2 separate regions of the Anas platyrhynchos genome follow, and region 2 is linked to region 1. Evidence: chromatin contacts called from public Hi-C data. All regions are on one chromosome and are shown on one strand. Each heading gives the region's core, a stretch centred on a gene start, on an enhancer-like site or on the middle of the called end of the contact. The rest is flanking DNA. Distances are from core to core; before and after follow the strand shown. Region 1 overlaps P3H2 (prolyl 3-hydroxylase 2). Region 2 overlaps LOC140003200 (a long non-coding RNA gene).

Evidence for each region. A called contact is a pair of places that touch in the nucleus more often than the background predicts.
Region 2: a Hi-C map of skeletal muscle shows a contact between it and region 1, with 3 times the contacts expected there. The contact joins two enhancer-like sites. A contact is called at or near these places in 3 of 8 Hi-C or Micro-C datasets (skeletal muscle and subcutaneous adipose tissue).

Annotation. Positions count from the first base shown.
Region 1 is chr9:11,369,025-11,376,187 of IASCAAS_PekinDuck_T2T, forward strand. It overlaps P3H2 (prolyl 3-hydroxylase 2), which reads right to left. Exons shown (of 15, transcript XM_005029602.5): 4 at 6,618-6,749; 5 at 5,692-5,834; 6 at 4,300-4,389; 7 at 3,792-3,832; 8 at 3,583-3,677; 9 at 240-367. Among named protein-coding and RNA genes, the nearest start is that of P3H2, 57 kb to the right of the region's middle. Within about 2 kb of position 2,992, at least 3 of the 8 cell types and tissues checked have an H3K27ac peak or open chromatin away from gene starts, as enhancers often do.
Region 2 is chr9:11,436,563-11,443,725 of IASCAAS_PekinDuck_T2T, forward strand. It overlaps LOC140003200 (a long non-coding RNA gene), which reads right to left. Exons shown (of 2, transcript XR_011811438.1): 2 at 6,389-7,163. Among named protein-coding and RNA genes, the nearest start is that of P3H2, 11 kb to the left of the region's middle. Within about 2 kb of position 3,564, at least 2 of the 8 cell types and tissues checked have an H3K27ac peak or open chromatin away from gene starts, as enhancers often do.

The DNA of each region.
Region 1 (7,163 bases), core at 1,742-4,241:
TTGCTGCACCATATAAGGTGGAGGAACAGCTGCTTTGCTGGAGCTACAGGTGCACTAAATGTCTGACCACTCACCACTAGCATCACAACATCATTTGCATTGCCCAGGAGGAAGGAACAAACCCAGAGCCTCCCCATGAACGGATAAAATTCAGCTCTGACAAACCAAACTGCTGGGGAGGGCATCAAAGACCCAGCCCGTGGGGCAGTCACGTCCCTCCCAAGGGCATTGCCACTCACACTGGCCACCCTGTGAAGCTCTCGGCACTGCTCCTCCGAGATGACGTTGTCCAGCAGCACTCGCTGGGTGCCGTTCAGCTGCTGTGAGTTGTAGACAAACTTCACGTCGCTGTAGAGAAGCGGACCCCCTGATGGAAAGAGAGAGACAAAACAACCCTGCTGAACATGACCTGGCCTCGTGGACATCTTGTACCATGGCCAAGGGCCAGCTGGAGTCACCCGGGTGCACTTCCAGGGAAACGACTTCACAGCAGAAAGCAGAGTTTGGCTTCACATCAACAACAGAAGAAACAGAAGCAATGGAAACACTCAGAGGTGAAATCAATTCGCCGCTAGAGCATCAGAGTTTTCCACTTTCTCATTAGCTGCGCCTTGCAAACGCAGGGACAGGACACAATGACAGACAGACACCGGCTAACCTGGCTCTCCTGCCCAGCAGCCAGGGTAAGCAGAGGCTCTGAGTTTCCATTGCATTGGCTTTGTGTGGCTCTCACTGGCTTGGCATGCAAAGTCATTCTGCAAGTGTCATCAGGGAGGATTTTTGTCTTTTACCTTTGTAGAAAAGCTGAGATGTGGGGGAGTTTGCAGCAAGCTTTGCTTGTGCTCAGTCCAACTGGTGGCTGTTCTTGCATGCTGCTGGTCTACCAAATGAGCTTCACCACGTGCAGGGTAAATGGGCAAAAAGCAGAGGGGGGTTAGCTCCTTGCAACAAGCCTTGGATTTTCCTGATCAAAAAATGCGGTGAGGCCACTAATTCACCGCCTTCTGAAGCCTCTTCCTCTCATTTCCCCTAAGACAGCCGATGAAAGAATTGGCCATATCAATTAAATCCTAAACCAGGTGTTTCTCCAGGAGGAAGGTGAAGTCATGGGAAAAATTATCTGTAGTCACAGAGGACTGTAAAACAGAGGAAGCGGAGGCACTGAGCTCCTCTCATCATGTGGCACAATGAAGCTTCTCACAGGCCTGAAAGCAGAGCTCCACCACCAGCCCACGGCTTCATTTCTAAAGAGTTCCTTGGAAACGGAAGAGATGGGATGTCCCTCACGTCCACTTTGCTGCATGATAATAACATTTATTATAAATGCAGCTGGATCAGAAACAGAGTGCTGCAATCCAAACTTCTGGCACAGCCCAGCCCAGGGCTGAGTTTTCCAGCTGGGATGTTGCACATAAAGATATAGATATAGGATGTAGACATCGGCCACCAGGATCAATCTATCAGAAGGAGATTTGAAAATGTCCAGCAGGTTTACAAGCTCCTGCTAACTGTGCCACAGAGCAGCCTAGGGAAGACACCTGCTCTCCGCACCATTTCTGCCTCTTGTCCATCAGCTGAAACAAGCTCTGCTGTCTTGTATCAGGACATGGGCACTCTGGTAAATCATAGCAGCCAGTAAACCTCACTTGTCTCCATCTACACACAAAGAGAGGGGTGCTGCTTTTTTTTGCAAGGTGTCTTTTTTTTTTTTTTTTTTGCACACAATGATTTGTGCTAAGAAACCATGGTTAGCTCAAACCTTCTCAAACTCTTTGCCCCATGGCACTACTCTGTGAGCTGCAGCATCGCTTTTCTTTCTCAGTTGCTGGGCAGATTCAGGTACAGAAGACAAATAAAGCTTTGGAAATGGGAACCAGGTGTCCAGGCTCTCATATTGTGGTTTATTTAGTCTCTCGTTTTCACAGTTCTATATCGAGTTTGTCTTGGTCAATGTCCTGTCACTTAAGTCTTCAGTTTTAAAAACAACATGATAATAGCAATATTTCATGGTAATATTTCCGAACCCTGACTGCCCTGAACCAGGTGAGACATGGGACCAGCACCAGGACTAGACAGAGCTCCTTTACTCTCCCACAACCACGTTCCTTTCTGCTCTGCCCTGATTCAGAGCATACGACATGTTAACCCATTGAACAATTCTCGGCCAACATGTTCTCACTGTCCTTTGAACCCAGCAGGGATGGGTAGGGATTATTTCAAACCAATGCCCACACTCTGGGCTCTCTGGTACATACATCATGGCCTGCTGGGTTTGCACAGTTCCCAAAGTTAAAATTGCAATGGGGGCAAGATTATTGTGGAAGACAGTCCCAGGATCCAAGGCTGACAACAAAAGATGAGACACACATGAAAAACACCCCAAAGAAACTGGGGAATTCTTTGGACTTTTGGGAGTGAGGGGAAGGGGCGAAAGAGCTAAGTATAGAAGAGAAGCACAAAATTAAAATACACCATTCTTTTTATCTTTTGACCTTTTCTCTCTTTTTCCAAATGAAAAAAGAGGGAAACAAAAAGAAACAAAGCAGCTGGGCAGACAAAAATCCTTTTTTTTTGAAGGGTTTCAGTTTTCTTTGTAAACTTGAAAACATTCTTCAGCTAAACCAGCAAGCGTAAAAGCACAGCACCAAGAAAGACATACTCTGAAATTATTTGGTTACAAAGGCAAACAAACCAACTAATATAAATCAGACAGCTCTTGGCTTAAGAAGCTCTTCAAGATCTTCCTCTGGTATTTTCCTTCTTTATGTGTATGGCTAAAGAAGGGATAACAAGACTCTAAACAAGGTACTGAGCAGCTGGGGACAACTTGGACCACAAAAGCTGTGAAATTCCCACAAAACTATGACCATCCCTTGCATTACAAGGAGGTTTAATTGCCTGCTACTGTGAAGCTGGCCCACTAGAAACATAGAACACCTCTTGGCTTGAGATCTTGTTGTTTTGCACTGAGAAGCATGCATCAGTATTTGGCCACAATCTAATTCTTCTAAACTGTTACGTCTGTTAGTAAATGTTATGGTATTTTCCGTGGCTGTTAAGAATGTGCTGAAATCAGTTGAAAATTCTACCAACAGACCTTGAAACCAAGTTATTTGGTGTTAGCCAAAACATGATACCACAAACCAGGCTGCAAACAAAAAAAGTTTGTGAAGATGGTGTGATCCAGCACATTAGCAAAGCCAGAGTTCCCCAAATCTAAGCCTACAGCATCCATCCTACAGCAGCCTGGACAACAGGGAACATCTCTTAAAAGCATCTGGAGGAAAAATTACTGTTTGTGGGTGCCACATCCCCATGGGGAGGTCCAAGCTTCCCAGCTCTGCATGTTAGGGCTCTGCGCTGAAGAGCTCAGCAGGTAGCAAAGCAGGTCCAAGAGCAGAGCAGTGCTGCTGGGACCCACAGAGCTACCATCAAAGCTTGTCTCTTATAAAAAGCTTCAACCCCCCTGGTAGGACTGGCCATCATTGCTCATCTGCCAGCCTTTGCAGTCTGTAGTCTCTAGCAATAGAAAAAAACTTCTGATTTTGTTGAAAAAAAAAAAAAAACCTTCATTAGACTTACCCTCCTTCAGCTCTCGGTCTGGTTTCGGTGTGGGTTTCTTTGCTAGGGACAGCCTGGGCCCTTCCTCTGGTTCATTGCTAATACTTGATGGGACACTGAGGAGCAAGAGAAAAGAGGAACATCATGACTTTTCTCCAGGTCTGGGAGTTACGTTGTTATGCATCTCTTGGAAACCAACACATGAAAAAAATGGGCAAACTGGTACTTACCTGTGCTCGTCCTGGCGGGCGCCATACCTCTTCCAGTAGTTCTGTGGGAAAAGGGAGAGGTTGAGTTTTTTTAGTTTGATGGTCAGACTGAAGCCAGTCAGCTCTGCTTCACTCCTTTGCTCAGGCCCTCTGGTGCGGACTCATCCCACACCACCTGGGACAATTGCTTGGGGTGACCAAATGGAAAATTCAACCCAAACCTGAACTGGCATCGTAGCATGAGTACAGTGAGAGCCCAGCCTTCCCCATCCCACCCCATGGAGGAGGTCTCAGGACTGAAGGCTGAGACCTGGCAGGACACGAGGCAGGAGATGGACCTGGCTGCTCCTGCTCCTCCTTCACCAGCCCCCTCGTCTTGCCAACACCATTTTCCCACAGGGGACAAACAACCCAAGTTCCAGCTCCTGAGTCACCTACATGGGACTGGCTTTACAGGAGGGAGAGTGGCAAGGAGACCCTACAGCTGTGAACTCCCAGATGCCCTCCCAGCAGCAGACCCAGGTATTACCGGCTCCGTGTAGGCGAATCCCAGCCCGGCCGAAGCCACCTGCAGGAGGTGAGACTCCAGCTTATGGCGCCGCAGCAGTGCTTTTGCTTCCTGAAAGGCAGAAAGAAGGGGAGATGTTGCACGTGGAGCTTTCACCAGACACCTCTGCTTCAGCAGGGATTTGCTTTTCGTGCAACACCGCGACCTTATAGAATGTCATGCCTCAGAGCAACCCCAGGAAGCATGAATCCCTCAAAATACATCCATGCAGTGGAAACCCTGGAGAACCTCTAAATATCTGGTGACACGGGGAGCCCTGGATGTGGAGGTGAGTCCAGGCTGTTGGAGCAAGGTCCTTGGCTGGGATGTGTCTCAGTTTCCCTGTCCGCAGTGCAGGGCTGGGAGCCCTGTCCTGTCCTAAAGGAGCAGGGGGTGGGCTGCAGCATCACAGCCTGGGGTACTGGATGGGGACCATAAAGCACAGCTAGCTGGAAATCATCCACCAAAGGGTGTTTCTTTGAAATAAAAAAAATATGTAAACAAAACACTGGGCTTTCTCCTAGAAAATTACTTTACAAAGCAAAAATCAGTGCTTTTTTTTTTTTTTTTCCACAGAAAATTTCACAACACTGGAAACACTGAAATTATTTTCTCAACTTCATTTTTTTTTTCCTGGATGTGCTGTTTCAGGGGAGATTATAATTGTTCTTGTTTTCTTCTTTACCATTTCACTTTTCTTTTTTCATAATTTCACTGAAATCCATAGGGAATGGAAAATCCAGCTCCTTCCCACCTCTGCCAGGGGAACGAGCCTCAGCAGGGCTATGATGGGACGAGGAGCTTCTCTTCTGCATCGTGAGAAAGGCAGCCCAGGGGCCGCAAACAAAGATGCCCTGAACGGAGGAGAGGAAGCCTGGCCCATCGGGTGACTGAACAAACACTGTTTGGTTGCTTGACCCCAGCCTCACCCTGCGATAGCAAAGCTGCTCCCTGCCGAACAGGCTAAACACAACCCCAAGCCAGCTGCCAGCGACTTGAGAGTAACGCTGACATCCCCAGCTTCCCCTGGGAAAATATTTCCCAGCTTGCTCTTAACAGAAGTTGCCCTCTGCTCTTCATCGCATTCCTCCTCCACACGTCCTCCAGAGCACCAAGAGGAGAGGGGTTATGTCACTGAGGCACATGGCCATCACCCTCCCTGCCCTCATTTGGGTTTTGCTAAGCTGAAATCCCCACTTAAAGAAGCTTCTCCCTCGGGCTCTGGACTTGCACCTTTACAAGCAGTGCTGCCAGCTAGCCCAGCACCTCCACGTTTGCTTTCAGTGTGGGGAAGCTGCCAAGCTGCTGTTGTTTCCAGCTGATGTTTTTCCTAAAACCCTGCACCACGGGCCCATATGTGATGCTCACTCTCACCTTTCTGGGTTTGATGGTGCCTGGATCCATAGTACCTTCCAGGAGGCCCTCGTAGTAGCTTGCGTTCTCCAAGACGTCTTCATCGTCCGGGTGGAAGAGGAGGTAGGACCTGGCGCACTCCAGGGCTTTCACGTAGTCACCAACTGGGAGGCAACACAACAGTTTTTAGGAGGCCTTTCTCATGTGCAGCACCTCTCAGGGCTCTGGGGGTTTTCACCACCACATTAAACCTCTAAATTGGCAGAATACAAAATTTTTAAAAAGCCTGCCCACCGTGCACGAAGCACTACTGCCTCCTCCAACCTTTTTCCCACTGCATTGATGAATGAAGAAGTGTTTGGTCTGAATAGCAATTCTGACCCTCATCAGGAAGGAGCTGCTACCACGTGCCTGAGATACCAGAGTTCTGCCTGGATTTTCTTTCTTTCAACATAATAAAATACCACCCAGGACCACACAACAGGCAACTTTTCATAATGCTGCCAACTCCTGATATTTTGCCTGTAATTTTACTGTTAATCTTAAAATATTTGGTAACTGGAAAAATTGGCATCTGGGAATAAGCTTGGGCTAACTTGTATATGTTACATATCAACTTACAAAATGTATTCATTGGTTTTAGAAAACTAGAAATATATAGATCCCCAAAACTTTAATATCAAAAGCCAAATGAAAGTATCCCCACAAAGCATGATTCCTTTAAAGAATAATAATGTTTAAGCTTCCTTTTGAGCTTTTAAAACCTGACTGGTGATTTAGAATACTTTTACAAAAATACTTAACCATGCATTTCAGCCAACCTGAAAGGAAAAGGACTTTTGAACAGGCAGTTTCTTATGTCAGATATTCTGATTTCCCCATGAAACAATTCATAACTGAAAAAAAAAATCAGCAAGAACTGTAAGGAATAGAAGAATGGGCCTTACCTCTGTAATAGGCAAACTGTAAGTAGTCATAATGGAGGGGAAGGAAATTTTCGATAGGCGAGATGCGACCTGAACGTGTGGCGAGTTCCCGGACACAGTCGTGTTTGCAGGCCAGAACTTGCATGTAGTGATCTGCCAAGAAAAGAAGGAGAAGAACTGAGAAGGGTGGTGATGGTGCTGAGCCCAGGACAGAGATCATTTTTCCCCAGTTGAAGGACATTCAACTTATGGTCCAGCAGGTGATGGAGCACCTAGAGAAACAGCTCAGGTTCGTTCCTAAAGCTGATGGAGAGCTGCAGTCATATTTTTGGCCTCCTTGAGAAATGCCATTCTCCTGTCAACTGCAGAGGGAGCCTGAGCATCTCTGTCACATCCCAGGAACACTGGACCAGCCAGGAACCTGCTGGTGGCAGGCAGGTGCTCAGCCCCGAGAGCCCTGCCGGGCGAGGACAACCACAAAGCAAGTTGTAGGTGTGAAGACAGTGTGACCACCTCCATACCATACCCTTCATCTCATCTTTTATCCTTGCCTTTTTCCAGTAAGAA
Region 2 (7,163 bases), core at 2,314-4,813, 68 kb after region 1:
CCTTCCCAGTCCTTGACCAGCCCCAACAGAGGAGCCCAGCAGAAAGGAATCAGGAGAATGAGAGTCTGTGACTTGCCATGGTGCTCAAAATCTGCCTTTCAGTCCCCTGTGCCACCCTCTCCATCCTTTGGAAGCTACTGAGTACCTGGGATGCCAGCAGCATGCCACCGGTGGTGACACTGCATTGAGTAACTGTAACATCAGCTGGGGAACATGTGACAAGAGAAGCAAAGCCAGATGATGATAATGAAGTAGAGAGGAAAAAATATCCTGTTTCACTGAAGCGTTCCTATAATTAAAGAAATTGCAAAAGAGAAACAGTGCTGAATAGCAGGAAATTGTCTCTGTTCCCCATTGCGCAGAGCTCAGGGAAAGCCGATGTTGCTGCATTAGTGACTGCTTCTCCCAGGGGAGCAGGAGAAGGTCTCAAAGGGAGCAAACACCCAACACACAGGGAGCTGTGTAGAAGGTCTGTCAATGCCGCCCGTCCTCCCTGAGACCTCACATGGGAAACCCTTTGCTCAGCCAGACACTGAAGCACAGCACCGCAGCAGCCAGGGTTGCGCAGGACAGGGCATTTGCTACAACTTCAGGAGTTTCTCTACAACCCTTTTTGGCTGGGGATGGATGGGGGCAGTGGTGGAGCAGATCTCTGCCTAACTGCAATCATTAAAAATAGACCCCAGTGCACATTTGCTCCCTCTCTCCCAGATTGCATTACCTTTGGGACTTGTCCAAAGAGAGATTCAGGAGGGAAGCCAGGGGGACAAGATCTCTGAGTACAGTAGCAGGGGCTCTGTTTTCCTTCATTTTCTAGTTTCTGTAATATAGCTTCTAGTGAAAAAAAAAAAAAGAAAAAAAAAAAACAAGCAAGCTATAGACAGTGCTGCTTTTGTATCTGCTCCCTGCATTGAAAATCTCAGCTGTTAGAAATTAAAGTGTGGTTACTTCTTTGACCCCTGTAATTTCTGCAGTGAACAGTGATCTGGTCTCCCAGGCATCCCCCTGGCCAAGCCTTCAGGATTAGGAGTGAAGTCTGCTCAGCGTGCCAGGCCAAGGGTGTTGTTTGAAGTAGATGCCCAGAGAAGGAGAGCTAAAAGCTTCAGCAACCTTTTGCTATGTTAATCCATCATCCACTGACAATTGGGTGGTTCAAGAGAGCTGGATGCTTTATGGAGGGAGGAGGGAGGTTTTTCACGAGAAGCGGGATTTTAATGGCAAAGGAGGTATGTGAAGGGTTTAACCTTTGTGCCAGGGTGAATTTCAGCTTAAGAAGATTCTGACCTTATCTTTTGTCAGGAAAGATTGCTGTGAACCTCGCTTTTCAGCCAGCCAAACTGGGTATTTATTTCTTTAAGCAGCCCCAGTTCTTACCAGCCAGGAGTGTAACCGAGCTGCAGCTGCTGAGGGGACTGGTGGGCGCTCCATGCAAAGGTCATCAAAGCATTTCCAAGCAGAGCACAGGGCATTCCCAAGGGGTTTACAGCAGCTGGCTGCAGATGCAGCCTTAAAAAGCAACTCAGAATGTCCATGGCCACAGCTGGATGCTGATCTTGGGGTGACTTGTGCCAACAGGGCTATTGCTGGCATGAATTACTGCGTGCATTTTTAATTTTTTTGGGCAGGGTTTAGTGGGTGATACCAGTGGTATGGGGATGGTTGGACCATATGATCTTGGTGTTCTTTCCCAACCTTAGTGATTCTATGATTATACATGCTTCGAAATGCTGGGTTCAATGTTTTTTGAAATGGGCACCCTGACCAGCCCTGGAGAGCGTTTCCCCACTGGCTTACAGCTCTGGGGAAGGGCAGCATTGCCACCATTTTCTACTGTGCCTTTTGCCATCCTGTGCTTCAGGGTCTCAGTTCAGTTGGCTTCTGCAAAGGTAAAGTTGGGTCTTTGTTGACCAGTGGTGCCCCTAATGCACTACCAACAGCAACACCAACGCTGCAAATCACTGCATATAGGAAGCAGGAAGAGTTTAGGTTTCATTGTGGCATTTCCCAAGGAACAACTAGGAGAAACCTTTTTCTACCAAGAGCAAGAGGGTTTCCATGCCTCATTTTGGGTCAGCTCTCCTCTTGCCACGTAGACCAGAGAGAAATTGAGATATTTTCTGTGTGTAGTCCCTGAAGGGCAGGACAGAGCATCCTCATGGCCAGGAGTCCCTCACTCTTCCAGGTGAAGCTCCAGGTGTTCTTTTGAAGGTCAAGACTACAGCTGAGGCAAGGCATAGCAGCACACTTCTGAGGGAACGGGGCTCTTCCCTGCTAATACAAGTATCTGTGGGATGCAAATGCCCACTGTGACTTGGGTGGACTCCAAATCTCCTTTGCCACAATGGAAGAAGCAAGCAATGCAATGAGAGGCCACTGACAGCTCGTGGATGCTCTCAGCCATTGGGCAGAGATGGCAGCAGATCAGTTTGGAAGACAGATGGCAGGACAAATGTTAGAGACCCACAGCAAATTGGGTAAAGAGGCACATCATGATGCCTGAGGGGCTCCATCCTATTGTGCAACTAGGCAGGACACTAAAAGCAAGAGGACCCAAAGAGAGGAAATCAGTGATAATGGGGTATGTGATCAAACTTATGTTCCTTTTGTAGACTTAATGAATAACCGGTCTCCTGTTTTGCAGACAGCAAGGTATGTTACAGGACTTTCAAGCACATCTCGTGCTAATTTTCCAAACTTCTGGGAAAAGGGGAGCGCAAGGGGGATTTTGTGCCTAGTTAATTTTATGGAGTGCATTGAGCAAGGGTGGATTTATTTTCAGAGCTAGACATTTCAAACATTGCTTTGTGTTTCTTCACTGGGGACACAGGGTACTGTTTTATTGCCTTGTGTAAATTGCGTGTTGTTTTATTGAAGCATAAAAACACTTGGCATGGCTACAGTGTCCCATTATCTTTCGATCTGGTGGGCAATAATTGCTTAAACAAACACAAAACCCTATAAAACTCACAAATACCTAGAAGTCAAAACAACAAGAACAGGGACATCCAATATGCTGTGAGTAATAATAAAAAAAAAAGTTTCAACTACTGAACAAAACAAAATTTGGAAAATCACCTTGAAAGCCAAAATCAAAGCAAGTCTGATGTCAGTGCTGCCTGCAGCGTTTCCTTGTTTTTATGCCTGTTTCTTTCTCTGTCCATAAGTATATCCATAAACTGTAGGCACTGACCAAATCCCAAGGAACTGCTGATATTTTTGCTTCTAGATAAGTTTGAAGATATTCATCCAGTAGGGAGAGATGGCAAAAGAGAAGCCAACAGGGTTTTTTTGTGTGTGCTCAGCCTTTGGAAAGGGATGCACGTCTGTGCTGGACTTTGCTGGTGCCTTTTCCACACACGGGATGCAGCCCAAGCCAGCAGCTAACCCTCCTCTGCAGCATTCATCCTCCGTGAAAGCTGACCTCATCTCAGACAGACCTCAGCATATTCATCACCAGGAATTTGTGAGTCATGCCTGGGAAACTTTTCTCCCTCTGCACCAGCCATCCGACCAGAACGGCTTGGAGCGCATTGGCCGGAGCCTGGCTGCTGAGTAGGGACGTCAGGGGATTTTCTCTGACTTGCCCTGAGAGCAGCTTGATCTGCCTGCCAGGGGCCTGGCAGTGCTGAGGGATGCTATTTGCATCAGGACTCTGACACACAGTAATGTAAGCAAGCTTGTGGCAAGCACAGCAGCCTGCTGATGAGCAGCTAACAGCCACAACACCCATACGTTTGGTCTAGCACACCCCAGTCAAATCTGTCTCCATTTCAAACCCTTCAAGCCCCACACTGGGCACCAAAAAGGACTATTACGAGTTCATCCAGGAGGCAGCTCAGCCCTACACAGCCACTTGCTTACTTTCCTCAGGCTGGATGGGGGAGAGAATTGGAAAAGTAAAAGCATGAGGACTCATGGGTTGAGATAAAGAGACTTTACTGGGTGAAGCAAAGGCTGTGCAGGCAAGCAAAGCAAAACAAAGAATTCATTTGTTACTTCGCATCCTCAGGCAGGCGCTCAGCCACTTCCACTTTCTTTTAAACACTTCCTTTGTGCTTCCGCAAGGGGAAACGCTACTTACTAAAGGAGCCCAAAAGAGGTGTTTGGTTTTCCAGAGTTCTGGGGCTGAGCTAGCACGTTTATGTTGAGGAAAACCCTTTAATATTTAAGTCTGTTCCCCTGGGCATCTGTGGATAACATCTGCTCAGTCTGATGTCTCCCCCAGGTTCAGTGCTTAGGAAAAAGAAGGACAATTTGTGTTCCCCTGGTGTGAATGGAGTTTGGGCAGCTAGAGGATATGGGAATAAATGCAATAGGAATTCCTATAAGTCATCTATGAGTGTTTGGATGCTTCATTTCATGCTTATGCCAACACGTTCACGCTTTGGGCCAAACATCACTGATTTTGTTGGATTTTCACCAGCGAGGCTTGGCCATGAGAAAATGGAACCTTTTTCCTTTAGCTCTGTGTCCACTTTTTCAATCACAAAACATCACAACAAGTCAGACTCCCCTCCACTACCCCCCCCCCCCAACTTCGCACACGTGAACATTTCCAAGTTAACAGAGCAAGTTTCTGTGCTCAAGAAAACATCATTTGAGGCTTGCATGTGTCCAGCTCAAAAGCTACGCCAAGACCAAGATCTTTCTGCCCCAAACACAGAGCAGGGTCATTGCAAAAGTACTCAGAACTTGTCCCAAATATCAGGGAAGCCAGCTGCTGCTGCCAGAACTTCACCTCTCTGTAGGTTTGCTATATTTCTGTGTTTCTGCTGTGCTTTATACAGAAAAGCTAGAGACAGATAGATTTCAGTGGCATTCACTATCTGACAAGGCTACAATAAATCCTTGCATTTAGGAGCTAAGGTGCTGCATCTCCTCGTATTGAGAGGCAACTGCCTGGGTGAGCACCCACAAATATAGGCGGCTGCCTTCTATGCCCACACCTCCATCCATGCTATGTGTCTTATAAACCTCTCAGCTCTTCTTTTTTCCTCCTTTGCCAGTACGCAGCTCCTTGTGCCCACAATTAGGTCTGGTTTCACAAGACAACAGCAAGCTGGAGAGCAGTATTTTGCCTAAGGGCACACAAAGGGACTGGCCTCTGGGTGTTATTTAAATGCACATGCTAGGGACATCGAACAAGGGAAAGCAAAACCTTTTTAGGAATATTTTTAGGAAGAAATCTAACACATTAGTATAGCCAGCATACGCCAAATCTTAAACAGTCAACATTCAATATGGCTTTACCACAAAGGGAAACACAGATCTTCCAGACTCTGTAAGGACAAGTAAAGGCATTGCAATGGGGTTGACCCAATCAACAACTCCTACCTGAGGGCTGCTGCTCTCTATACCACACACACTGTGATTAGGCAGGGATGAGGGAGATCACAGTCATGCTAGAGGAGGCTGAAGCACACCAGAGCCTGCAGGTAGAGGACACTGCCTCAGGGCCAGGTCTCTACAGAAGCCTTTCACCTCAGTAGAGCCTCTTTCCTAAGAGTCTGGTAACATTTGAGCAGCATTCTGAGCATTGCAGGTGCTAAATGCTGTTTCTAATTGGAAACAAATTGGTGTGATATTACCTGCATCTGTGCTAAAAAAAAAAAAAAAGTTTTTGCATGGCTTCTACAGTAACATATAACTCTGCACAGGCTCTCTGTGGACTGAATGTGAACTTACTCAAAGCTTGGCCTGACTGTGGAGAAGGTGGAAAAAAGATTTGCAATCTGGAGTCATGTGTTCATGACGAAAAACAAACCAGAGAAACCTCCACCACCCCACCAGTCTGTAGGGGTGGAGGGACGTGAAGGTTGAGCCTGAACAGGTTTCTGAAAGAGGCAGAGGACCTCTGAGAACCCCAGAATTAACACTAGGGAGGTCAGAGAACCAGGGGTACCAAAGGCAAACCACAAATAAGTGGCTTCATCATGGCTTGGAGAAAAGCAAATTTTGGCAGTCATTCTGAGACATCAATACGCTGTTTTGTTTTTTTTTTTTTTTTTTTTTTTTCAGGGCATGCCATACTTTGTATGTCTAGGGTACAATTTCTATTAACGTCAGCTGGATCAGTGAGCCCTCAGCATCCAGAGGCGTCATCGCCCTCCTGAGCAAGTGTTACCAGAAGGTTTTCAGACATCTGTAACCCAGTCAAAGTTACAGCAAATCTCCCTCTCAAGGTGGACATGTCCTGCCAAACCTCCAGGCTTGGGCAGCACTTTGTTTTCTCAACAAACCAAAGACAAGAATGCTCAAAACTACGCATGTTTCCCAAATCTTAGCCACAGAGAATAGGACAATTACAGCTGAAAGTTTCCAAAAACACAGAAATGCCTGAGGCAGACAGCCCTCATGGAAACCCTTAGCTCAAAGTGCTTGACGGAGATGCCGAGAGAGGTTTTCTGCTGGGAGGTGCTGCCCATAGGCGTAGGTGGGCTCCCAGCCCCTGCTCTGTGCCTGTGGTGCTATAGGGGCAATGCTGCAGTCATCTGCAGGTCCAGCGTCCTGCAGACCAAGCTCTGGCAGCCCTCCCAAGGCAAATATTCCCATACTGCTTTCCCTCTCTGGGACAGAGCCCTGACGAGCAGGGTGAAACCTCTGTGCAGCCACTGTTTTCTGCCCTTCCAGCCCTAAACAGCAGCCCGGATGGATTATTTTCAACACCAACATCTATTTACTGGCCTAAGAGGGGCAGGATAGCAGTACAAACTTTCTTTTCTCAGCACCCAGTCCTTGCTTAGTGAATAATGAAAGAGCAACAGGCAAGAAGAGGGAGAATAAAGGCAGCGTGGCAGAGGCTGGTGTGCAGCACGCGGAGCTGGGCACCAGTCCTGGCTGGGGCTGTGCCAGGGTGGCCCCGTGCCCGGCTCTGGTGTGATGGGAGATGCCCTTCCTTTGTGCTGGAATGACAGGGGCTGGAGAACTGGATGTCCCGTTTCCCCCCTGAAATGTAAAACAACTCCTGACCATTTTTACTCGTTTGAAAAAGCAAGTGTTTAAACGCTGCACAAACTCCAGGTCGGATAGCATCATTATGGCCAGCTGAATGGTTATGGTGGTTTTTAATTAAACTCATAATTCTTTTTGATTGCTTGCTCCAGGCTTTTTATGCAACATCAGCAGACACCAATAAACCCCTAAGAGGTCTCAAGGGTAAGATA